3 separate regions of the Mus musculus genome follow, and all the other regions are linked to region 3. Evidence: chromatin contacts called from public Hi-C and Micro-C data. All regions are on one chromosome and are shown on one strand. The core of a region is the stretch at or near the end of the contact, and the rest is flanking DNA. Distances in the headings are between cores, read along the strand shown. Region 1 holds the start of B3glct (beta-3-glucosyltransferase). Region 2 overlaps Wdr95 (WD40 repeat domain 95). Region 3 holds the start of Tex26 (testis expressed 26).

Region 1 (3,966 bases), core at 294-2,793, 240 kb after region 3:
TCCTACACTCCTCCTGGAATACAGTCATGTTGGATCATGATGAAAATTTCAATTAAAAATTTGTATTTGATTGACTTTTACTTATGTGCAGATGTGTAACCCTATGTGTAGGCCTGTGCGTGAGATGCCAGTATCTGCAGAAGCCAGAGGCATCAGATGGATCATCGGATCGGCCACTCTGGAGTTTGAGTTACTGGCAGTCATAAGCCAACAAATGTGGATGTAGGAATGGAACTCAGGCCCTCCAGGAGAGTAGTACATGGTCTTAATCACTGAGTCACCTCTCCATCCTTCCAGGATAATTTCAATGAAAAGTCTGATCCACTAAGCCCTCAAAGTTGTTTGCTACCAAAGTAGGGTCCTCAGTTGTGTTACTTGGCTACTAGATTTTTCTCTCTATTTACATCTTGTTTATAGGTACGGTGTCTAACAAAGGGAAGGAATATTTCCTAGGAGAATGCTAGAAAACTTTAGCAATGGGAAACTGTCTATCAGCTTTAGAACTTCCCAAGAAAGCCCAAGGAGTTAAAGCAGCCAACCAAGAATTTGGAAAAACTGTAGCGCTGGTCTTCATCAGTCAAGAGACTGGCACCAGTCAACAAGAAACACACAGAAACTAAGAAATATGACTGCCAAAGTCTTTATGAGCAGGCTTGCCCTAGAGTTTTACTACCTGTGGTTGGGGGAGATGTTCGGTGAGTCATTTGTCCTGTGACCACAGTGGCTGAAAGGCAACTCTAGCTGCCCTCTAGCCTCGCATCATCTAAACACAAGCCAGGGTTGCTCAGTCAGTCTTTTTTACATCCTTGGAGATGCAGGAGAAACTGTGTTTCTGGGAAGGGTCCCTCTAATTCTTCCCTGTAATTGTTTCCCTCTTTGGTTCACTACAATGTAACTGTAAGGTCCTCAGGTGGAACTCTTCCAGGGTGGGAGGGAGACCCTTCAGGATTCTGTGCTGGAAGGAACTCTGCTTATGTGACTTTTCCACCTCACTCTTCTCTGTGTTCTTAATTGATTCATTTTCATCAAGTATCTTGAATACCCTCTCTCTTCCATCACAGTGAACACTCAAAATAACATTAATAAAAATTTAGCTTTACACCAACATCTATTAAGAGCAAAACTCCGGGCCAAAGCTATTAATCAAATTCCATTTAAGAAGAGGATATTAAGTAAATTAGTTGAGCTGATTAAAAACACCTTCATCAAAGTAGAACATCGGTGCCAACAATATTAAGAGTTGAATTATCGATTTTGCTTTTTATAAAAACTGAAGATAGTCCATTAGCAGGGAAGAAAAAAACGATCCTTCTTCCTTCACTTTGAGGACAGTAAGGGTGATCTACTGCTAGGGATGGGGAAAGAAGTTCTGGGAAGCGAAGGGCATGACGGCAGAGTTTGTCAGAGGGTCAGAAAAGAAGCTCTGAGGTCAGATGCCCAGAGGAGGGCGCGGTCCAGCTGGGCAGCAGGACCACCTACAACCGCGCCGGTTGCGAGCGTACACCGGGGCGCTCCCGATCCCGGCCGCCAGAGGGCGCAGCCCGAGCCGGCGCGGCGCCGGGAAGGAGGAGGGGAGCGCGAGAAGGGTCAGGCGCGCAGGGCGTCCGCGCAGCTCGGCTCCGGGAAGGGCGCGGAGCCTCTGCCTCCGGGATGCGGCCTCCCGCGCTGCTGGCGCTGTTCAGCTGCTCCGCGGGTAAGTAGCGAGCGGCCCGGGCGGGCGCGGGGAGGGAGTCCCGGGGCTGCTGGCCACCCCCGCGCGGTTCCGGCTGCCGCCCGCCCCGTCCCGCCCCGTCCCGGCCGCAGCGCCCTCTAGTGGCGCCACCCTCGGCCCGCGCCCTCTCCATCTCCGCCTCCTTCCGCCGGGGCACGCGGGCTGGTGGGGAGGGCGCGGCCGGGTCGGGAGCCAGAGCCGCGCAACTGCTAGAAACTTTACAAGAGGCCGCGCCTTTCCCGCCCCTGCGCGCCGCCCGTGCGCCCTGCGGTGCACACCTCGCGCCCCACTATGAGCACCCCGCCCTGTGCGCCCCCAGCGCCCCGCCGAATGCTTGCCGCGCTCCGCGGTGTGCACTCCGCACTCCACCGTAGCTATCCTACGCCCCACGGCATTCATGCCACGGCCCGCCGTGTGCACTCTGCGCCCCACTGTGTACACTCCGTGCGCCCCACCGTGTGCACCCTCTGCTTGTGCTTACTCCGTGCCCGGCCGTACACCCCCTGCTCTCTACCGTGTGCCCCTGTGTCCCACAGCTGTGCACTCATGGGTCCCATAGTTGTGCATCCCATACCCCTAGATGTGCATCCCCGCGCCCCACCTTGTGCACACCCCTCGATCCTCCATGTGCATTCCCAGTGCCTGGAGGTGCATATCCCAAGTTTCACCCCTCCCGACCTTGAATACCGTATCCCACCTCACCGTGCATACCCCGCATCCCACTGTGTGCACCCCGCTCTCTACCTTGTGCATCCCCCGTGTTCCGCCCTGTGCACCCTGTACCTCCTGTTGTGGACAACCTGCACTCGGCCATGGGCACCCCTTTTCCCACTCCTCCGTATGTACCCTGGATCTCCTGCTGTGCATGACCGGTGTCCCACTATCTACACCCCACCCCCACCCCCGCCCATCGCCCCAGTCAAGCACACACCGTTTTGCCTTAAATACTCCATGCATCCCATCGTGTGTTCCTTGAGACCCTACCCAGCTTTACAGAACCCTGATACAGCCATTAGCACGCCCCAAGGCGCGCCCCCCTCCCCGTATCCCTTGCGTCACCCCCACCCTGTACCCTCAGCTCCTGCAATTTCCCAGAGACCTCCTCTCTTTGTGTACCACTCCCTAGGAACCTACAAACTTGGCCTGCCTTCCTCCTAATGCAGTTGGGCAAGGAGGGGAGGGAGGACCGGGGTGCCCCGCGGAACCTTGAGGCCTCCGGGAAAATCAGAGAACTGGTCCCAGGCAGTCCAGTTGCCTGTTCCTTTCTTCCCGTTTTCTGGAGGCCGTTTCCTCCCCCTTTCAGCTAAGATGATGTGGAAAAAAAGTTATAAAGTCATTGCGAATGACTCTTTATGATATTTGTTCAAGTTTGAAAGCGTGGGTTAAAAAAAAAAAAAAAAAAGACTCTTTGCAGCTTGTCCTAATACTTTTCCCTAACCCTGACTTGTCTGTGAAAAGGCAGAATTTCAGTTTTAGAAATGGCAGAATGGCTCAGTTTAGGGAAAGATGTAGTCCACGAGAGCCTTGACAGCTCGTTTGGATTTGGATTTATGCTTTCCGAATAAGGACGTTTTTTGTTTTGCTTCTGTGTACCCCTGGCATTTCTTCTGGTGCTCACTAAGTGTGAGAAAATTGAGCAAGATTAGCTTGTAATTAATTGCTCACCCACATGATTAATTTGGCAACACTGTAATTTAAAATGTTAGGGCACCTTGGACCCAGAAGGTAGCAATTGATCATGAGGAATTTTGGCCAGAGATCATGGGTTGGAGAAAGCTTTGTTGAGTCCTGGAGAAAAGCAGGCAAGAGGGCTGGGAAACGCTGCTTCCAACGCCTGCTTTACTGCCCGTAGGCTTTGCAGCTAACCAGCTGGGTGGGTGATGGCTGAAATTGGCGTTCTGTTTATAGCATTGCATTTAATAATAATATTTGTATACTGCAGATGCAGCATATAGGCTGAAAGGCACATTAGTATTTTCATATCTTTTTAATACTCTTAAGGGGATATTTGATGTGATGATAACACAGGAAAGGACATTCAGAAAGAACTAAAATGTCAACATGTTTTTAGAGATATCTCCGAGCCTCACGACATCCATAGATAAGTATAGTAAATGAGGCATAAAACCCCTTAAAAGGTTTCCATGAGAGGCTGGGGAGATGGCTTAGCAGTTAAGAGCACTCACTAGCTGCTCCTGCAGAGGACCTGGGTTCAGTTCCCAGCACCCACATGGTGAATCATGACCATCTGTGAC
Region 2 (3,946 bases), core at 1,121-3,620, 150 kb after region 3:
TATAATCCAAGAGCAGGCAGAGCCTCTTTGATAATTCAAGCCAAGTCCTCAGGGGATCTCTGTGGCCAGTACATGAGGAGAAGGTTAGGATAATTTAATATAGCAGAGAGAGAGAGAGAGAGAGAGAGAGAGAGAGAGAGAGAGAGAGAGAGAGAGAGAGAGAGGGAGAGAGAGAGAACAATCTCCATTACATAGTAAGTACCCACAGGAGAGATGTACAATGCTCATGGCCAGGGGTCCCTGAACTCTGCAGCTCTGGTCTCCGCACACCAGGTTCAGGTTCTTGTCTCCAGCGGAGACACCTGGGCAAAGGACCTCCTTTGGGGAGAAGCACATAGTTTCAATTTCCATTCACAGTTATGTCTCGGGGAGGGGGGAGTGGGAGTCCCGGGGTTCACTCTACTCTGGCATGTGGGTTTCTGGCTGGTGGGAAACGGTAGCAGTTAGGCTGGGTTCTTCCTCCCAGCCTCACACTTCTAGGAATAAGACTCAGACTCAAAATACATTTATATATTCCTTGGCTCTACTCTGATTGGATCATAACTAAAATAACCCAATTATTTTAACCTACATTCTGCCATGTGGCTGGTTATCTGTACTCAGGTACCACACATCTATCTCCTCGAATCTCCCTGGGTAGATCTTCCCTCATCTGGCTCTCCCAGAATTCTTTTGACTTCCAGATGTCCCGCCTTCCATTTCCTGCCTAAGCCATAGGTCATAGGCTTCTTAATTGACAGGTGAAACAGCCATACAACACATAGACATTTTCTCTCCGGGAACTCAAACCTTAGAGCATAGCTTACACCCCTTACCCACTGCGGCCTGAGCTAGAGCCGCTTGTCAACAACCTGCTTGATGGCAGAATGGCAGAATAAGGACATACCGGTTCCCTTAGAGAGCTCGACCTCGACAGGCAATAGCCAAACAGGAAATGTTGCAACACAGTGATTGCTAGACAGAGGGGTTCTCATATGAAGAGGTAGAAGTCCCAGAGAACCCCTCCGCATCTGACTTTAGAGATCAAATTATCCCTGAATTGGGATTTATCCTAATTTGGGATTATCCCTAAACCCTACCACACGCATCTCCATCCCCCGCCCCCTGCTCCCCACAAGCCTTCTCCCTCAGCTCAGCCCAGTCAGCATTCCCTCAATGTCTCATCCGACTGAAAGTTCTCAGACTTCCACGCCGTCCCCAACCCCCACCTCCTTTGGTGGCCCATGACCCACTGGTTTGGGGTCTGATTTCTCAGCTCTGTCTTTCTTTCTTAGAACCATGGGCACAAGGAGGACATTCTCTGTGTGGCTCAGTGCCCGCCTTTTCTTCTGGCCACCTCCAGTTACGATGGAGAGATAATAGTTTGGAATGTCATCTCAGGTCACATGTACTGCAAGCTGAACACCCCCAGCCCCATGGATGGCCAGGACCATAGAGAAGGTAAGTAAGGGGCAGGTTCCATAGCCTCTGTACACAGACCCTCCTTAAAGGAGTCTCCATTCTGGACCATGACTTGCTGGGGAGGGACTGGCCTTGTGTCGTGTCCGTCCCTCCCCTGCTTCCTGTCCATGCCATGTGTCATATCTGTTCCTGTTCTCTTCCCTGTCAAAAGCCCAGCCCACAGAAGTCTATCTCGGTATCTTTGAGGTCTTTATCTGCTCCCAACCTGAAGGCTGGACCACTGAGCCCTGCGGCTATGTTGGCACCCCTTTCCTCTCCCACTTTTTCTCTCCATCACCATCCACTTGCCATGTGCATCTTCCACCCTGCTACTAAACCTTCTCCCCCAGCTCAGCCCATGCAGCACCCCCTCAATGTCTCATCCGACTGGAAGATCTCCATGCTCTACCCATCCTCTGCCTCCTCTGGTGGCCCGTGACCCACAGATCTCCAACCTCAATCCTTCCTTACTACTTAAGCATTCAACTGCAAAACTTCACTACCACTTGCCAATTTTGGGGGGAGAGGCTGGCTCTGTTTCTTCAGGGTCTTCTCTGTCTGCTATCTGCTAATGATCGTGGTGGTCATCAAAACAATAATGGGGTGCCCCAACCATAGTTGAGATGTCTTCTGGTTTTACTGCTGGGTGTGCAGGGCTGGGACACTGGCTATAGCCTGTTGTTAAACAGGCTTCCTCCCTTCCCCTGCCCGCCTAGCGGCCCAAGCCCTTCCTTCTCAAGCAGCAGCTGTCTGCTTTGGAGCCACAGGAAAGGAGATGACACAGAACGCTGATTGTTTTGGCATAGAATGAGGAAGGTCTTTCATTTCCTGAGGCCCAAGCTACAAATCCTTATCGAACCACCAGTGGTGATTAGATCCCTGGCTTTAGGCATTTAAAAACAAAACACACAAAACCTCTGAATCATTTAGCCAGAAAATACTTCTGAGCTGTTCCCAGGTGCATTAGGCTCTGAGAAGTGATGTCAGAGGTATAAGATCTTAAGGGGCTTCTGGTCCTAATGCAGAGGCAAGCTGTGGGTAGCCAGCGAGTTAAAAAAAATAATAATAATGGTTAAGTCACGTGGTCAGCTTGAGTGCCACCTGGAGGGGATAGGCGGTGGAGCCTCTGGCAACCTTGGCATCAGAATGGAACTCTGACCTGCAGACTCATCACCAAGTCAACTCCTGATCCCCATTTCTCCACTTGTTTAAAAAAAATTATTCTCCAAAGCTCTCTCTGAGAACACTGAACTGTTTCTTTTTGTGTTTGTTGTTTTTAGTCTTTAGGGAGGAAAGGGATGGGCGTTCGTTGCATTCCAGAAGTTTAGTTTCTTTGCCATTAAAATGAAAATAAAGTCACCGGCTTAGGATGTGAGGCTGACACTTCAGGAAGCAATTCTGATGCAAAACCCTGTTTGCAGAAATGATCACTGCTCCAGGTTACTGTAGACTGCAAGCAGTCTCATTTTGAAAATCTCTTTTGTTACAGGAACACAAACCCAGCCATCACCACAGTAACACTTCCGCAAGGTAGAATTTTCACACACACACACACACACACACACACACACACACAGAGGCACGTACACATGTACACTGCACACACACATGCACTTGCCCTCTCCTGTGCACACACAGGCGCACACACACACACACACACACACACACACACACACACACACACGGTGTGCATGCCCTTCCATGAAGGAGTAACCTGGCTGCTTCTTGACAGTCACACCAAAGCTCAGTGGCCTTTCTCACATGGCCTTGATGAAGGGGATGCCATCTTGCATGCAGAACCATGGTTCTCTCTGGGAAAAGGGCTTGCAAAGCTGGAGGGGGTGAAGTCTTTATTCTGCTGACTCATCTCACTAAGGTTTCTGCTCCATTCTTCCGCCCAAAGGCGATTGCTAATTCCTCTTCCACATCAAAAAGAATTTGACTGTGAGAGAAACCAGGGGATCCCAACCAGGCCAAAGTTCAAGAAAGTCAGCCCATCTGAGACAGAGGAGGTTTATATAGGAAAGCAGTTGACACCCACTGGTTGGCTCTGCCGTCAGCCATTTTCCCATAAGCTGATTTTATCTACTGCTCACACTGACCCTGAGAGACAGGCAGTGTCTGCTTGTTTGCATCAACAGGAGGCTGACACTTGAGAATTAAACAGGACTCGTCATTAACAGCTGCCATAGGCTGAGGAACTTTGAGAGAGGCGCTTTGGGGTCATTAATCCCTTCAGCCTTCACAGCAAGGTTTATGTAGGAGACTCATGTGGTCTCCGCTGTGAAGAAGGTCATCTCTACATGATAGATGGGCATAGCTGAGGTGTTGTGCAGGGATGCACTCCTGGACCCAACATGGGTAAGGAAGAGGCTGGCACACCTTTGTGCCTCTGTAGCCATCCCTGGGATAAACACAAGCAGAAAACCAGAGAAGTCACCTTTATGACCTCTCAAAGACCCACTTCCTAATACTCTTATATTGAATATTGGGGGGGCCGTAAGCA
Region 3 (3,757 bases), core at 801-3,300:
GTTCTCATCTGGAGGCATTCAGTAGTAACTAAGAACCTGCTATGTGGCCAATAGTCAGGCAGTTGCCAAGATTATGAACATGAAATACCCTTTGCAGTCAGTGATTAATACATAGTTTCTTGTGTTGTGAGGGGGTCCCATAAGTGAACCAGAGAGCTACAATCAATAATCAGTCAATCAATCAATCTGACAACACTACAAGGTTTCTGGATGTTCAATGCTAACTGGTAATTCAAAATCAAATCAAGCAAGCTCAGAGTGTTTATTATATAGAGTTGAACAGAGGAGTGAGGTTACTGTGTATAGCGGAACAAGAAGACCAGGGTATTACATCGAGATAAAAGGGATGCAGGGTTTATGGTATTCAGCTAGACCACAGAGACAAGACTAGGTCATGGTATCCCGGAAGAAAGCTATGGTGGACATTTTGACACACGCTGTCCACATCCCCACTAAAGAACTGGGATCCTTGATGCAGTCCTTCCCATTTCCCTTTGAGTCTCACTTAGGAATGCTCCTTTCTTTCTTTTTTTTTTTTTAATTGCTATTTGATTTGCTGTCCTGAATTTTATAAAAACATTTTAAGTGAGTTTTGGCTTGGGATCAGGGCAGAACTTCCAAGTGTTTTTTGAAGTGGTCCTAAGCACATTTCTGACCTTTTGTGCCAGGCATTTATCCAAAATGGTCTTCCAAGTACTGGTGATTATAGGAACCAAAATATTGATGGATTCTGAAAAGCCCCGAAGATGGTCTCATATTCAGCATCTCCTATTCAGCCGAGATTTAATTATTTATGTAAGATAAACAGGTCATCTCATTAATATGCAACCTCAATAATATGACGTCTCATTAATATGCAAATTTGCTTCATATCTTTCATAGATGGTAAAATTGTATGCACAGCAATGAATTGCTTTTTAAAATAAAGCTCCTCATGGTTCATTATCAATAAACATGTGACCTGTGTATTTGTCTTATATACCTTATATACTCTAGCTGGCATAAAAATTTCTCAGGCACAGTGTGATCACAAGTGGAAAAAAATTAAAAGCCACACTCTAACATGTATAAGTGGGTAGGATCAGCCGGCCAGTGTACAGTAACAAAGTGGCATCCTATGATTGGTACTAGGAATATAGTTTGGGATTTTTTGTATTTATTAAAAATAAGGTCTGGTGTAACCCAGGCTGCCCCTGGACAAACTATGTAGTGGAGGATGACCCTGCTGCATCCATTATCCCTCTGGACTCTCCGTAATTAGCCTGTGCCCAATGTTTCCCTGAAGTAACTAGACACTAGCTTAGGATGCTCTGGGTTGACCTCACACAGACCTGATGCCGAAACTTTTACCTTTCCCTTATACCACATCTTTCTCATCCTTGAGTGTAGTCGCTGTGTCCTACAGATTTCCATGCCAACCTTGCCCAATTTTGCTTACATTGAAAATTATGAATGGACACAAATTTGCGGTTGGGCGTCTGTCTGTCTGCTTCTGGGTTTTTAATATTCGGGGTATTTAATATTTTGAGACAAGGCATCTCTTTCCAGGGTTGGGCTCCTGCCTTAGCCTCCTGAGTTCTCGGATCACCGGTGAGCACCAGTATACCAGGCTAAAATAAACTTTTTTTTTCCAGCCTTTTCCAGTTTGCTCGTATTTGCCAATACATAAAACAATGGCATAGTATTGCAAGGACCAGAGCAGTGTCTCTCCACCTTCCTAATGCTGCGACCCTTTAATATAGTTCCTCATGTGGTGGTGACCCCCCCCCCAACTACAAATTGTTTGGTGGCTACTTCATAACTGTAATGTTGCTACGGTTATGAATTGTAATGTATAATGGTAACATCTGTGTTTCCTGATGGTCTTAGGTGACCCCTGTGAAAAGTTCGTTCGACACCCCCCACCCCCAAGGAGTCGTAGTCCATAGGTTGAGAACTATTGGATTAGGGCACTCCATGAAAGTCAGGAATCAGCGTGATGCGCTCACCCTCTGGGTCCAGGGGCGGAGACTGAGGCGTCTCCATAGCGACGCTTCACAAAGGCACGCGCAGAGGGTGGGGCGCAGAGCGGAGTACTACTGCCTTGTCAGGGCGGGAAGGCGACCTTTTGGGACAAGATGGCCCGGTATAGGAACAAGGTTTCGTGCCCTGCTCAATGTGACCCCAAGCTCCAGTCAAGTAAGACTGCCCACGCTGCGGGTCTGCGGGGCGTGGTGTGCTGTGTGTGCGGTGGAGTTGTTTTAAATAAGGCAGTTTTTTTTTCCCCAAGGGCATCAATCGTGAGAGGTTTGCCTCGCTTTTAGAGATGGCAGGGAGGCGCAAGTGAGTCAGGGAGAAAGATCAGCTGTCCAAAATCACACTCCTGTCCAGCCCTTTATACTCCCCTCTCTAAAACTCTGGGGTGTCCCTTTAAATACTTAAGGAAACCCCTGAGGAGACATGATAAAGCCACAGCTAGTGTCCTTCCAAGGACAACAGAGCCGAAGACAAATGAACAGAACTGGGGACGTAATGGAGGGAGAGAAGGAGTCTGGCTGGTTCTTTAAGTCGCAAACAGCAAATTCAGTGGGGCGGGAGGGAGGGGAGGGGCGGGATCAGCCGGCCAGGGCTGCTCTGTCTGCAGACTGGGCTGGGAGCTGAGCCCTTTTCAAAGGCGCTCTGCCAGGTGACAGATGGAGAGCCTTGCTCTGTGGTTCTGCTTGCGGCGGCGGCAGCGGGTTTACCAGCTCAGCGTTTTGCGTTGGTGAAGAGACATCACCTCCCCTGGCTGTTAGTTGCGACTCGAGTAGCATTATTACTGAGTGCACAGTCAGCGTATCCATCCCTTCGGAGCAATAATGGCCGGCTGCAGCCGTCTAGCCGAGCTGGCTAAGGGGCTGTGAGGATTCTTTAGAATGATGCTCCTAAGAGAACAATGAAGTGGGTGTTTACATTCCAATCTAGTTCTCTGTAAACGAAGAGTGGAAAGCTGGAGTGTGTGTGTGAGGGGGGAGGGCGGGAAGGAGCGTATTCAGTTAAAAAAAATGTTAAATGTTTTCAGATTCTATAGGACGGCGAGGTCAGGAGATGGAGGAGGGAAAAGCTCCCAGGATCCCCAAGGGCACTCCTTAATTTCCATTTCCCTTTTTCTAAACACTCTGTCTGTCAGGTATTTTCCTAGGCCAGTAGTCTCCTTCCTTGTCTGGAACAGATAAGAGTTAGGATTCCTCCTCTTACGGAATTGATCACGTACCCCAGGACTTCCGGTGCTGCACAAACTGCCAGGGACTCTACTGTCTACACTCAGTACCCAATGCCAAATGTTCAGACTGAACTATCCCGCTCTTGATCAGGCAGTTTCCATGCATGGCCCAGAGGCCCCTGTGCCTCAGTGTGGACAAAAATCACCTTCCTGTCCTCCTTGGAACCTTCCAGAAGTTGAGAGTACAATGAAGAGGGCCCAGGCTGTTAGAGAAGGAGCCCTTGATTGGTTACAGATCTCTTTTGTTCAGCCCTCACCTGCTGGGTCATCTGCCCCTTCAGCCTTGGGTCTGTCACAGCCACAATCCCATCTTCCATTGCTGCTAAAGTCACCCTCCCAAGAAGAGTGTGAGATATGTCATCTCTAATCTTTGTCCCCAAAGAAGAGACAGCTGATGCCTGCTGTTGAGTCACTCCTGAGCATAAGTGAGCAATCCTGGGCTATTGTCCTCTTGTCACAGCTGCTATACAAAAGCACAGAGTCCTGGCTTAAAACATTAAGTTATAGCCGGGCGCG

Evidence for each region. Hi-C and Micro-C count contacts between places; a contact is called where the count stands out from the background.
Region 1: a Hi-C map of nephron progenitors shows a contact between it and region 3, with 4 times the contacts expected there. The contact joins the promoter of B3glct here to the promoter of Tex26 in region 3. A contact is called at or near these places in 2 of 39 promoter capture datasets (liver and neural stem cells), 1 of 484 Hi-C or Micro-C datasets (nephron progenitors), 1 of 115 datasets of contacts at active chromatin or transcription factors (embryonic stem cells) and 3 of 9 other capture datasets (adipose tissue, embryonic stem cells and liver).
Region 2: a Micro-C map of trophoblast stem cells shows a contact between it and region 3, with 4 times the contacts expected there. The contact joins the enhancer-like site here to the promoter of Tex26 in region 3. A contact is called at or near these places in 1 of 484 Hi-C or Micro-C datasets (trophoblast stem cells), 1 of 115 datasets of contacts at active chromatin or transcription factors (embryonic stem cells) and 3 of 9 other capture datasets (adipose tissue, liver and pancreatic islet).

The regions. Positions count from the first base shown.
Region 1 is chr5:149,676,687-149,680,652 of GRCm38.p6, forward strand. B3glct (beta-3-glucosyltransferase) reads left to right here and starts at 1,544. Exons shown (of 15, transcript NM_001081204.2): 1 at 1,544-1,693. The coding sequence starts at 1,651.
Region 2 is chr5:149,586,796-149,590,741 of GRCm38.p6, forward strand. It overlaps Wdr95 (WD40 repeat domain 95), which reads left to right. Exons shown (of 23, transcript NM_029440.3): 15 at 1,275-1,440. Among named protein-coding and RNA genes, the nearest start is that of Gm35763, 4.5 kb to the left of the region's middle. Within about 2 kb of position 2,371, at least 28 of the 459 cell types and tissues checked have an H3K27ac peak or open chromatin away from gene starts, as enhancers often do. A contact at or near this core is called in trophoblast stem cells, where this site is marked.
Region 3 is chr5:149,437,610-149,441,366 of GRCm38.p6, forward strand. It overlaps Tex26 (testis expressed 26), which reads left to right and starts at 2,051. Exons shown (of 7, transcript NM_029464.2): 1 at 2,051-2,178. The coding sequence starts at 2,118.